Regions from separate parts of the Triticum aestivum genome. Here region 2 is linked to region 1. The links are chromatin contacts, called in public Hi-C maps. All regions are on one chromosome and are shown on one strand. The core of a region is the stretch at or near the end of the contact, and the rest is flanking DNA. Distances in the headings are between cores, read along the strand shown. Region 1 holds the start of LOC123072083 (transaldolase). Region 2 holds the start of LOC123072089 (microfibrillar-associated protein 1).

Region 1 (6,263 bases), core at 1,952-4,451:
TGCGCTGAAGAATATACCTCTGGGGCTCCTTGCGGTGAGTGGGCTGCCGGACATGGGCAAGACAAAGGTATCCGCCGCGGCCGACCGTAGACTAATGTAGTGTATCCGTGTCGTGGGAGTGGAGCTCCGCGCGACCGTATGTGCACATAGTTTTATTTTGTTAGTTAAAATATGTTCAAAGTGTAAACATTTTCATCCGTTTTGTATGAAATATGCCATGTTTATATGAAATACGGTTGTGTTTGCACGAATTTTGTTCGGTTGGTTCAAACTGTTGTTAAAATGTATGCGGCTACAATTGAATGGCGGTCTGTCCGTGGATGGATGCGGGAGAGATTTGTGGGTTGCCGTTGGAGATGCCCTTAGAGCATCTACAGTCGGATATGTCAAATATGACCCCTCAAACGCCCGCGAACGCGCCCGGGCGCGTCCACGTGCAGTGACTGGGCATGCCTCAAATTTCATGAGTTGCATCCGGACATCTCATACTAGATTCTTAAATTCATACAAAGACATGCAAACGAAATAGACCTATGTACTACATCGATCACCTAGCTACTCGTTGTCGGAGATGTCGATGATCCCCGTGTACGGATCCGGCAACATGGGCGGCAGTTGCAGCTTCGCCTCCTCCGGCTGGTCCGCTCTGACCTCCTCTGCCTCCTCCGGCTGCAGCTGCCTGCTCCTACCGGCGAAGAGGGCGTCGGACGCCACCTGCTCCTACCGGAGGAACGCCCGGTTGGCCTCCACATAGGTCTCATCCCGTTTGGTCTCCATGATGGCCTGCTGCTCCGCCATCTCCTCCGATTGGGCGACGATGAACTCCGCCTCCGCCTGCTCCATGTTGAAGCCCGGCAACTCCGGCCCCGGCTGCTCCTCCTCCTCCTCCGGTTTCGGCGAGTCCGGAGGCAACCCGGCAACGATGCGGGTGGCGCGCGCGGCTTGTCTTGCCCCGATCTCTTGCTGGATCTCATACCAGCGCTCCGGCGTGAGCAATGCGCAGTAGGTGATCTTCCTCCGGACCATGGCGAAGCGCTGGAGCAGGAGAGGGAGCGGTGGATGGGCTCGGACTGGTGGCGCAGAGAGGGTGAGGTGGATGGGGCTAGGGTTGCAGGACACCGGCCGACTTAAATAGGCAGATTTGGTCTCGGGCGCCGAGCCGGAGCAGTGCCACGCAGAATTCACATCGCGACGACGGACGCGGCGTCCGTCGAACCACCGGGTTTCCGGGCGTTCCCCCCCTATGGGAACCCGGCGTCAGACCGACGTGGCGGGCGCGCCCGGACGCACACATATCTGCCCTATGTTTCAGCTGGATATGAGGGGTGTCGGTCAGTCCGGACGTTTGAAGCCCTTTTGAGGGGGCTGTCTGGGTCGAAAAATTATGACCGATCAATAACCGGACGGGCCGCCCGAATGTTTCAGACCGGTTCAGGGAACTGAGCTCTACAGCCGGACGGATGCTTGTGATTTTTTGAACAGCGACGGAAGAGTAGTGGTCGGAAGGAACCGCAAACGGATCAGAGACGCCCCGATCCGATTATTCTCGCCGGGTAGGTGTGCCCGGGATCCCGATGAGAAAGAGACTCGAGTCTGGAGTCTGGACGTGGAAGGGTGGGTGGCCGCGGCTGCGGTAGGCAGTAGCCGCCACCCTGCGTCTTGTTTTTTTTTTTTTTAGGATCCGCCGCCACCCTGCGTGTGCGTGTGTATCCTGCGGCTAGGTACGACGCACCTGATGAGAGAACCGGAGCCCGACGGGGCAAACAAAGCTGCTGCAGCTGCTTCGTGGACTTTTCCCGCGTCCAAGGGCCGGCGGGGCCAACTTCCCTCCGCCTGTATATCTGGGGCCGCTGACACCAGCGGCAAGACCCTATGTCTCAATACGAGGAGAGCCAGGGACCTACCTGAATTTAGGAACGTCGTGTTAATTAAGTTGCGATAATAGTACCGTACCATATATATCACCCGCTTATCTTTTGATGATGGCATTTTTTTGGGTCCGGATAAGGATAATATTGGGGTCAGGCTTAACATCGTCAACAACCCCGTCATAAACGCCACCAACCCACCATTGTGCTCCATTGACAACCTGCTTTTTTATACTCTTAGCCTCTTTTGCATTTTCACACCAATTTCGTATGATTTTGGAGAAGTACATGTATATACCAGAGGTCTATAAACCGCGATCCATCTCAATTCATTTGTTCATGACCTATCGTCGTCGAAAGTGAGACGACTTCAATTCGACATCATTTTCAACTGAGAGAGTGGTGGAGCTGCTCAATTGGCCCACATAACATGGTATGGCCTATGGAGAGGTCCATGCGCAAGAAGCTTTGCAACCGAAAACACAACAGAGGCGGTGTTGTCGTGTGCGGCTGAAACGGAAAGGAAATTCACAACATTGGATATTTCTTGAAGATCTAAACTACTTTCCAACCAAGTCGTTCCTCCGTGCTACCTATCATACTCTAGCCAACTCAACCTAACGTCGTTGTCGAGGAGAAAGTGGACAAATTCAACTACATCTCCCGCATGTTTTGTGGGACATGACACTATTCATAAGCTTTTGTTTTCTTTTTACAGACAAATTTGCCATCTTTGGTTTTACCTTAAAGCTCAAAAATAGACTATGGCATTCACCCAAAGCCATTTCTTCGTGGCACCCATTGTTGTCAATGGGGAGCCAACCACAACCCATCGTCACTCTCACTCTCAAGGAGAAAAGCGGCCAGTTCGATCCCCTGCTTCCAACTACAGCGTATCGCCATTTTCTAGAACCAAGGCGCAAGAAAAGTGGCCGATTCGATTCGATTCCCTGTCTCATGAAAAAAAATGCACTGTTTGCATTGGCTACTTGATCTTGCTGCTCTTTGCTACTGGATTGAACCAGTACACGTTGCTTACTAGCTTGGCCTCTGGCCTCCTCAATCCTCACAAGTCGTGGTTCAATTACTCAATCCTCAATGCTCAAACCAAGGAGAGGCAAAAGGGCAATATGCCACTGCAAGGCATCTCCACGACCGGATCATCGCACGTTCACATGCCTCCGCGTACACACCCCACCGGCGCACGGCTGCTCCGCCCCTTCACCAGCCCATAACACACCACAAATACCAGAAACCACAAGGGCCTAACCGTAAAACGGGGTTAGAATGGTGCATCTATTTATTGACGATGACAAGGACCAACGGCAGGAAGAAAGGAAAGACAGATCGGTGCGTGTGAGGCAGCCCCGCTCCGCTAAACCTCGCAACAACCCCCGTGGGCGACCAACCCAGCCCAGCCGCCCCCCTCTCCTCACCAACCCCCGAGCCGGAAGCAGAGCCGCGATGGCCGGCACCGTGCCCAAGCTCGCCGCCCCGAGGCCGGCGGCCGCGGGGCCGCTCCCCTCGCAGCCCCTCCGCGCCGCCGCGCTCGCCTTCGCCCCCTCCGCCCGACGCTTCCGCGTCTCCCTCGCCGGCCGCGCCAGGAGCCCCGTCATGTGAGAACACACGCACCCCTCTCCGCCCCTCCTAACCTCTTCTCCTCGCGTCGCCGGTTGATTAGATTCGTGATTTCGCTGGGGCGAGCTGCTGCGGCGGCGCCGTGGGAAGGCGACTGGCTGGGGTTGCGTCGCCGGCGAGGTTCGGTCAGATCAGAGCGGCCGGGCCGTGATTCGGGAAGAGTTTTTTTTTGGTCTTAATTCACGCTTTCACAGTTCGAATTGCGGTGGGTGGGTGGGTAGGATCGCGGCGCTGATGCTTCGCCGCCGCGTAGATCGATCGCGCGTGGCCCCGCCCCGGCCCGGCGCCTTGCTCGGATCCGCGGTGGCCTCGAGGTCCTTCCAGGGAGGCCTGGGCGGCCGTCCGATGGGGGGTGGACAGCCGGGATCGGGTGGTTTCGCGAGCCGTCTCGGTCAACTCGGCCGAGATGGCCCGTGTTGCCGTGCGCGGATTCGTCGCTACGTGGTTGAGGGCGATGTATCCTATGCAAGCGCGCCGCCGGGTTGGTTGGGCTACACGCCACAGCAGGCCCTCGCTTCTGGATTCTTCCTGCTTGATTGATGGCGATAAGCATAGCCTCCTGTTTTTCCATCTGTTACTGGCCATCTCGTATGGCTTTGCATCCTGCGTGCACTAATATTGTACACCAAGTTGCCACCACCTCATGTTCATGTATAGAAGAAAGTTCACTAACATTTTACAGTGCTCATGATCATGCATAGAAAGTTCCTTTTGCCAAAGAAAAAAGAACAGAAAGTTCTTTCTGTTTGTATTGTACTCCCTCCGTTTTTATTTACTCTGCATATCAGAGTTGACTGAAGTCAAACTTTGTAAAGTTTGACCAAGTTTATAGAAAACAATATAGACATTTATCATAATAAATCTATACTATGTGAAAGTACATTTAATAATAAATCTAATGTTGTTGATTTGTTATTGTATATCTTAATATTTTTGTTTATAAACTTGGTCAAAGTTTGTAAAGCTTGACTTTGACCAAAGCTAATATGCAAACTAAATAAAAACGGAGGGAGTATGTATGTGATGCAACAACCATTTGGATGCGATGTTGATTCTTGTCCTCCATGGAATGTGATTTTCAGTGCGATGGCTTCCGCCAAGGAAGGGAACGGTGCGGTGACGAAGAGGACCACGCTCCATGACCTCTATGAGCAACAGGGTCAGTCCCCGTGGTACGACAACCTTTGCCGGCCTGTCACCGATTTGCTGCCCTACATCGCCAACGGTGTCCGTGGAGTCACCAGCAACCCAACGGTAATCACCCTTTTACTGTTTTATTTTTCTTATATGCTTTATATGGCTTGCTCATGTGTGATGTGTCTGCAATGTTCCCTGCTGACTGTGTCCCCAACAATATGCAGATTTTCCAGAAAGCCATCTCTTCATCAAACGCCTATGACGGTCAGTTCAAGGAGCTTATATCAGCTGGGAAGGATGCGGAGAGCGCTTACTGGGAACTCGTCATAAAGGACATCCAAGACGCGTGCAAGCTGTTTGAGCCCATCTACGACGAGACTGATGGGGCTGATGGTTACGTTTCAGTGGAGGTGTCTCCTAGGCTGGCAAATGACACCCAAGGAACCGTCGAAGCTGCGAAGTGGTTACACAAAGTGGTCAACCGCCCCAATGTGTACATAAAGATCCCAGCTACAGCAGAATGTGTTCCTTCTATCAAGGAAGTCATTGCTAATGGCATCAGCGTCAATGTCACTGTAAGTGCTGAGCTCTGGCTTTGTCATCATTATCTTGTATCTCCTTGGTCGCCAACGTATCATCTGTTCTTTTTTCCCCACTGGATCGCTTACGATATTGTTTAGTGTAAACTTTGCTGTGCTTGTTATATACTTTGATGCCAAACCTATTGATCACAAGTTTATTGATGTCGCTGCAGCTTATCTTCTCTGTTGCAAGATACGAGGCTGTGATTGATGCTTACCTCGACGGGCTTGAGGCTTCTGGTTTGAGCGACTTATCCCGAGTAACCAGTGTAGCATCCTTCTTTGTCAGCCGAGTTGACAGTCTGATCGACAAAATGCTTGAGAAGATTGGAACACCGGAAGCTCTTGCCCCGAGGGGAAAGGTAGAGACAATTTGGAATTACCTGTCGCCTAGTAGCAGAACTTTCTAAATTATCATATTCAAGTTTTGACTAACAACCACCCTCTGTTCTCTCAGGCTGCCGTAGCACAAGCAAAGATAGCAAATCAGCTTTACCTGAAGAAATTCTCTGGCCCGAGGTGGGAGGCTTTGGTGAAGAAGGGAGCCAAGAAGCAGAGGTTGTTGTGGGCATCTACCAGCGTGAAGAACCCGGCTTACTTGGACACTCTTTACGTCGATCCTCTCATCGGACCTGACACCGTGAGTTTCGACAGCAAGTTCTTTTCGTCTTGTTCGTCAGGATCATAATCACCGACTTGTCATTTTTTACATATTCAGAACTTTTAAGCGCATCCTAACTTGCTTGCCACCCTTTGCACATTCAGGTCTCTACGATGCCCGACCAAGCTCTGGACGCGTTCATCGACCACGGCACAGTTGCTAGGACAATCGACGCGAACGTATCAGAAGCCGAGGGCATATACAGTGCCCTGGAGAAGCTGGGCATCGACTGGGAAGAGGTTGGCAAGCAGCTGGAGCACGAGGGCGTGAGCTCCTTCAAGGGGAGCTTCGACAGCCTGCTCACGAGCTTGGAGGAGAAGGGCAACGCCCTCAAGACCGCCGCCAACCTGTAGGCGCTAAAATTGTTGGATAGAATGG
Region 2 (6,263 bases), core at 2,192-4,691, 420 kb before region 1:
CTCCGATCCATATTACTTGTCGCTGACTTAGTAGAACTTTAATTGGGAGTACTTGAATATACTCCGCAAAAAGGGTAGCACATCTAACTAAGATTGCGTTAACCCCTAAACTAACTGAGGAAAGGATATAAATACGTTGATATATACACCCAGTCAACCATGTTTTCTGATTCTTAAACCACATCATGTAGCCAAACAATCATTTGAATTAGGCTAACTAGGCTTTGGAAACGGGGAAACTAGGACTTGGTATCTAACCTAGCTTAGTGAAAGTTGTACTACTAGCTAGTCATTTTGTCGATCCGCCGTTATCGGCATTTTTTTCTTTTGTACTTTCTCTTTCATTTCTTTTGGGCGTGACTGTGTTGCTTCCGCCCCAGCACCTATCGTTGGTTGTCTCGGATGGTTGCTTTGTAATACAAAGCGGGGGGAAACCCTTTGTAACACAATAGAGCTATCCCAGTCACATAGTGGATGATAGGTGTTTTGGCTGCGCAGAAGCTAGGGAGGCTACACTTCTTTTCGAAAAAAGTAGATGATAGATGGAGAGATGACCTGGAGGATTAGGGCAGCCGCCATCAATGTAAGCATTCCCCTCGCCTGACTGGCAGTAGCAGAGGTATCCACCGATCGGCGAGTCTTGACAGTTGCTGTGGTCGCTAACGCAGGCATAGTTGTCCTTGTCCTCTATGGCATGCTTACAGTTTGGTTGGTATGGAATAGACCAATCCAGTTGAGCAACGTATCGCTCTAATAACCCAGAGTAGGCGTCAATCGGCCTGAATGTTGGGTTCATATTGTAGGCGATGAAAGCTTGCACTTGTTTGGGGCGTGGAGAATCACTGATGCGTGAGATGTTGAGGGTGAACGCCCTTAAGTTCACCTGTATGCCGATGGAGCAGCATCTGATGCCAACCATGGCATCGCATGTCCCCACAGGTAGCTTCTCCATGATTTGAGCTTCCGTGCAGACGACAGTGCAGTTCCCGACCTGAACGACCGAGTTTCCAATGTACAGTGAGGCTGTGACATCGCAGCCGACAACAAACAAGGATATGTTTGACGAGCCAGAGATGGCAAAGGGCCTAGCTGGAGCTTCCCAGTGGATGGAGGAGTCGCGGACACCGGGAATCATTTTCGTCGTGTACGAGAGACTGGTGTGCAGGTAGCTGAGGTAGGGGTTGGAATCCGCAAAAACCTGAGACACCTTCAGGGTTGAGTTGTCCGTGCCCAGCATGAGAAAACTGGCGTTGGTGTGCTTGTCGACAGCACAGGTGAGATTGAAACCAGGCAAGGAGCATGAAGGATCTAGCCCGAAAGGGTAAGGTATCACATCAGAACCACAGGTATCAGAGCAGTTTCTTGTAGCTGTAGTCACCGTGGCAATTGTTGCCGGCGGCAACACAAGCACCGCAAGCACGAGTAGTGATACCATGGCCCTGCTCATCTTGAATATGTATACTCTGTTTCTCTGTTTGTGTTGGATACTACTTGTGCTTCAACTTGTTAGTGCTATATACAGTACCATTTAGCAGCCGAATGCATGTTGGGTCTCACTAGTAGCGGAAGGATTGAAGACGGGTCTCGCTGAACCACATGCGGGCTTTGGAAGAAGAGACGCCATTGTTGACTAGTCATACGTGGAAACAAACTTGTGGGCCGTGGAAGAAGGGACACCATTGTTGACTAGTTGTAGACATGTACCTTTCGGGTTGGCGCTGTCTTTGTCATAAGGTCCGTCCCCAACCTTATGAGTAATCTGGAAGCTTTTTTTAAGCAAGTTCGTACCAGTCGTCAGTCAAGGAGGGAGCTTGGGACACATCCAATTGCAGCACAGCACATGGGGGCAGTGGACCATCTGAATTACTCTATGCTAGTTTCATTATTTAGACTTCTGAATGGTGTCCAATTTGACTTGACTACTTCAGTTTGCACATGTTCTTTGGCACTTTGTTTCAGGTAATGATTTGCTTTCTTTTCTGAAAAACTGTCAGACTACCCTTCATACATACTCATAACTAGCTGTTAAGTTGAAGATAACTACTCCCTCTGTAAACTAATATAAGAGCATTTAGATCACTAAAGTAGTGATCTAAATGCTCTTATATTAGTTTACAGAGGGAGTACTTACCATCCCATACAACATTTCCTTCTGACTGACATACAACGAAATCCCTCGCACTGGTTGCTTGAAGTTTTTAAACACCATTTTTATCTTTCTGTAACAATTGCTTCCACTATTATTTCAGGAACATGGTTGTTCAGGACTTCGGACAGAAGATCATATCTGCTTGAAGGGCGGCTCCGTTGCAATTTCACCATATGCGCCTCCACAGAAAATGCAAAAACCATCTTCATATACTTACATGGTTTCCTTCTAGATCCCAAGGGTGGATTACTGTGCAAGGTAAAATGGCCGTCTGTTGGCCAACAATACTCTTATGCCCCTCTTCTTGTATTTGTTGATCTGACCTTTAACCCCACAGAGGTGCTTGTGCATCTGCTGGGGAGAAGTTCAAGAACAACCTGCTCTTTGACATCTCAACCGATTGCCCACCCATAGCTGTGGTTTTCTGTTAAATCTTGAAGTTGTAACAGATGATGATGATCCGACTCCTGAAGCTGTTTGGTGTGTTTGGTTTGCATCTGTTTGGTGTGTTTGTTTCCGAGGAGGATGCTCCGACTCCTGAAGCTGGACAGTATCCTGAAAAGATGTTATAGAGGAAGCAACCGACTTGTCGGAAACCCTTCGTAATGAAGCAGGCTATGGTGTTCGAGTGATGGTACACGTATACGATAAAATTTGAACCATTCTTGTTTTCAATCTGTACGTTCCATGTTAGTGTCGTGTCAGCATTGTGGAGGAAAGTATTGTATGCACATCATTTTCGATGGTGTTCCTTTTTTGTGCTCAAGCTGGAGATGCATTTCATCAGATACTCGCAAGCTCCCATATGGCAAAACTGTGTTTTTTTTGACGCAGAACTGTTTTTTGACGCCCGGGCAGACCCTCCTGAGCTAGACTACTGGCCTGGTGGGTGAACTAGCATCTCTTGGGCCTTAAGAAATGCCAGTCTTTTTTTTTTAATAAACATTTCAAACTAGGTAGGTATACTTTGTGGATGGCGTTTTTTTTTCCAGCAACTTGACGCAGTGAACATCAGTCAGATAGGTTTTCTCCGTTTGTAGTTTGGATGGCATTTTAAAGCTGCTTAGTTTTTTTAGGGAATTCAAAAGTGTTTGATTTTGGATTGTAAAGTAGCTGGGCCGAGAGAATTCCCGGCGGTGGGCCGCGGGAAGGTGGCCCGCTTGGTCTGGCTATAGGCGGTGTATGCGGGCTCAGGGCCCTTTTCTATCCTCAGGCGGCCCTCCAAGCTCCTCACCTCAGGCCTCAGGCGCAGGCGCCCCCGGCTTCCCTGATCTCATCCCCGCTCCGGAAGGCTCGACCTCCTCTGGCGGCGCCGCCGGAACCTCCACCTCCACCTCCACCGCCTCTGCCCCCTCCCACCCCCCACCCCCCCACCAAAGCACCGCCACAGGAGCCCTTCCGTCTCCTCCCCTCCACCGGATCCATATCAGACGCGGTTCTTTCCTTCCCTTGGCAATCAAACCCTAGCCTACTCGGATTTGTCTTCGCTTTATTAGGGTTGGACACCGCCTCCACCGCGCTCCCCCTCCCAGTCACCGCCTCAAACCGTCCAGCGGCCGAGCGCGAGCACCATGTCCGTGGCGGCGGGGGTCAGCGATGCGGCCATCGCGGTGCGCGACAAGCTGCGGGGCAAGATCGGCCAGACCAAGGTGAAGCGCTACTGGCCGGGGAAGAAGCCCGAGTGGGCCGACGAGGCCGAGGACGACATAGATCTCCGCGCGGCCAGGGTCTCCCTCGACGAGGCGTTCCCCAAGGCCGAGGAAGGGGACCGGGACCGGGACCGGCCCCCCAAGGACGACCGGCGGCTGCGGCGGCTCGCGGAGACGCGCGCGGAGAACAAGGAGGAGCTCAGGGCCGACCACCGCCGCATCCGGCAGGCCGAGATCGTGTCCACCGCCGAGGAGGAGCGGGACAGGCAGGAGGCGCAGGCGGAGGAGGAGGACGACGAGGACGCGCAGGAGGAGCGGCGGAGGAGAATCAAGGAGCGGCAGCGCCTGCGGGCGCAGGAGGAGGAGGAGCTGCTCCCGCAGGAGGATGAGCCGCTGGAGGATGACGTGCAGGAGTCGGAGGAGTCCGAGTACGAGACCGACTCGGAGGACGAGCAGATGGGCATGGCCATGGTGAAGCCCGTCTTCATACCCAAGGCGCAGCGGGACACCATCGCCGAGCGCGAGCGGCTCGAGGAGGAGGAGCGGCAGGCGGAGGAGAACATCAGGAAGAGGCTCGAGGCTAGGAAGATTGAGACCAGGCAGATTGTGGTGGAGGAGATCAGGAAGGATGAGCACATTCAGAAGGCGCTCAACGAGGATGCTAGCATCGAGGATGTCGACACGGATGATGAGCTGAACGAAGCTGAGGAGTATGAGTCATGGAAGAACCGTGAGATGGCGCGGATTAAGAGGGACAGGGAGGAAAGGTATGCAAGGTTGAAGGAGAAGGAAGAGATTGACAAGGTGAGGAATATGACTGAGGAGGAGCGCCGGGAGTGGGAGAAGAAGAACCCGAAACCTTCTCTCCAGAAGTCCAAACAGAAGTGGAACTTTATGCAAAAGTACTACCACAAGGGTGCCTTCTTCCAGGAGAGTGGTGATGACGTGAGTCAGTCAGCTGGTAGAGACGCTATATACACCCGTGATTTCTCTGCGCCCACCGGTGAAGATAAGATGGACAAGAGCATCTTGCCTAAGGTCATGCAAGTCAAGCATTTCGGGCGGAGTGGCAGAACAAAGTGGACACATCTTGTTAACGAGGACACTACTGACTGGGATGCACCGTATGTACTCATTCTTATGGCATTACTGTTTTCTACCTGAAAATGTTCAGCCGGCCTGTTTAATTATCGTCATATTGCTTATCAGTAGAACATGTGCCATCTATCCACTACTTTGTCCAGACAATGCTTACTTGCCTAAATAGAAGACACACCGTGTATGCTTTTCAGCTGAATACTAATAGCCCCTCTCTGGTCCTTCAATCGGCATGCCTGATTTGTCCCTCTTTTTGTCATTCTAGCTTTGTCGATGGTATTTATCAATTACTCCCTCCGTCCCATAATATAAGAGCGTTTTTGACACTAGTGTAGTGTAAAAAACGCTCTTATATTATGGGACAGAGGGAGTAGTTTGTTTTTGGCTAAAAAGGGCACTCATTCTGATCTTATAACAAGGATCATGGCCCTTACTTATTTCTTGTTGAATTTCAGATGGGCTACAAACGGGCCGCTGCGAACAAAATATAATGCAAAAATGGCGGGCATGAATGCACCTATTGCTAAACCAAAGGGAAGTAAGAAGATGAAGGATTGGGATACAAAGCGAGATGATTAAATGTTTGTTTTGTTGGCTTTGACCCGGTACCACTCTCCTACTACCATATGATCACTAGCTGAAAATGGTGCTTATGCAGATGTTTTATTTCTTTATGTTGATCACATATGAGACATGTGCTATCATTTAGTCTTGTACTATCTTGCAAAATGCTTTTTCGGAGAAGTATTTTGTACATATATGTTTCTGTGACTTCTCGCGACAGGCGCATCTTCTATAATATTTGCTTGAAAATTTTGTCGTTTGCTAGTCATGCTACATTTGTGTGCTCTTGAGAATCCTATAGTAACAGAATTCCAAGAAAGCCTTAATTTGTAGTGTTTAAATTGAAGAAAACATAGGCCAAAAAGGGCTCATGTGTGGCTTTATTCATAGCTGTTGGACAATATGAGATACCTGGGATTTGTGTTACAGACTAACAGATCAAATTGAGGCTATTTCTCCAGAATTCACTGCCTCATTTAGTTGCCTGTTCATTTAGTTGTTGTGTTCTTTTCCATCACCTTCATTGCTAAGGTTGGAATGAAATAAACTATTCTTACCAATCTCAGTTCAAAATTCAAATAGCCATGTAGGCTGACCAAATCCTCCCCTCCTGAACTCGACTGCTGGCCCGGTGGGGTTTGTTGCCAAAAATTGGCATGCCAATGTTTGGCATTGTGCCAAATATTGCCTACTACTCCCTCCGTCATCAAAATGGACAAAAAGGGGTGTATCTAAAACTAAAATACATCTAGATACATCCCTTTTTATTCATTTTGATGACAAGTATTTCCGGACGGAGGGAG

The links. A called contact is a pair of places that touch in the nucleus more often than the background predicts.
Region 2: a contact with region 1 is called in a Hi-C map of leaf, with 4 times the contacts expected there. The contact joins the promoter of LOC123072089 here to the promoter of LOC123072083 in region 1. A contact is called at or near these places in 2 of 5 Hi-C or Micro-C datasets (both in leaf).

The regions. Positions count from the first base shown.
Region 1 is chr3B:737,734,649-737,740,911 of IWGSC CS RefSeq v2.1, reverse strand. It overlaps LOC123072083 (transaldolase), which reads left to right and starts at 3,201. Exons shown (of 6, transcript XM_044495637.1): 1 at 3,201-3,484; 2 at 4,589-4,760; 3 at 4,868-5,218; 4 at 5,398-5,586; 5 at 5,682-5,864; 6 at 5,990-6,263. The coding sequence starts at 3,333. The coding sequence ends at 6,238.
Region 2 is chr3B:738,152,271-738,158,533 of IWGSC CS RefSeq v2.1, reverse strand. LOC123072089 (microfibrillar-associated protein 1) reads left to right here and starts at 3,441. Exons shown (of 2, transcript XM_044495645.1): 1 at 3,441-4,922; 2 at 5,352-5,709. The coding sequence starts at 3,721. The coding sequence ends at 5,475. It overlaps LOC123072090 (a long non-coding RNA gene), which reads left to right. Exons shown (of 9, transcript XR_006434833.1): 9 at 2,250-2,824. It also overlaps the pseudogene LOC123072088.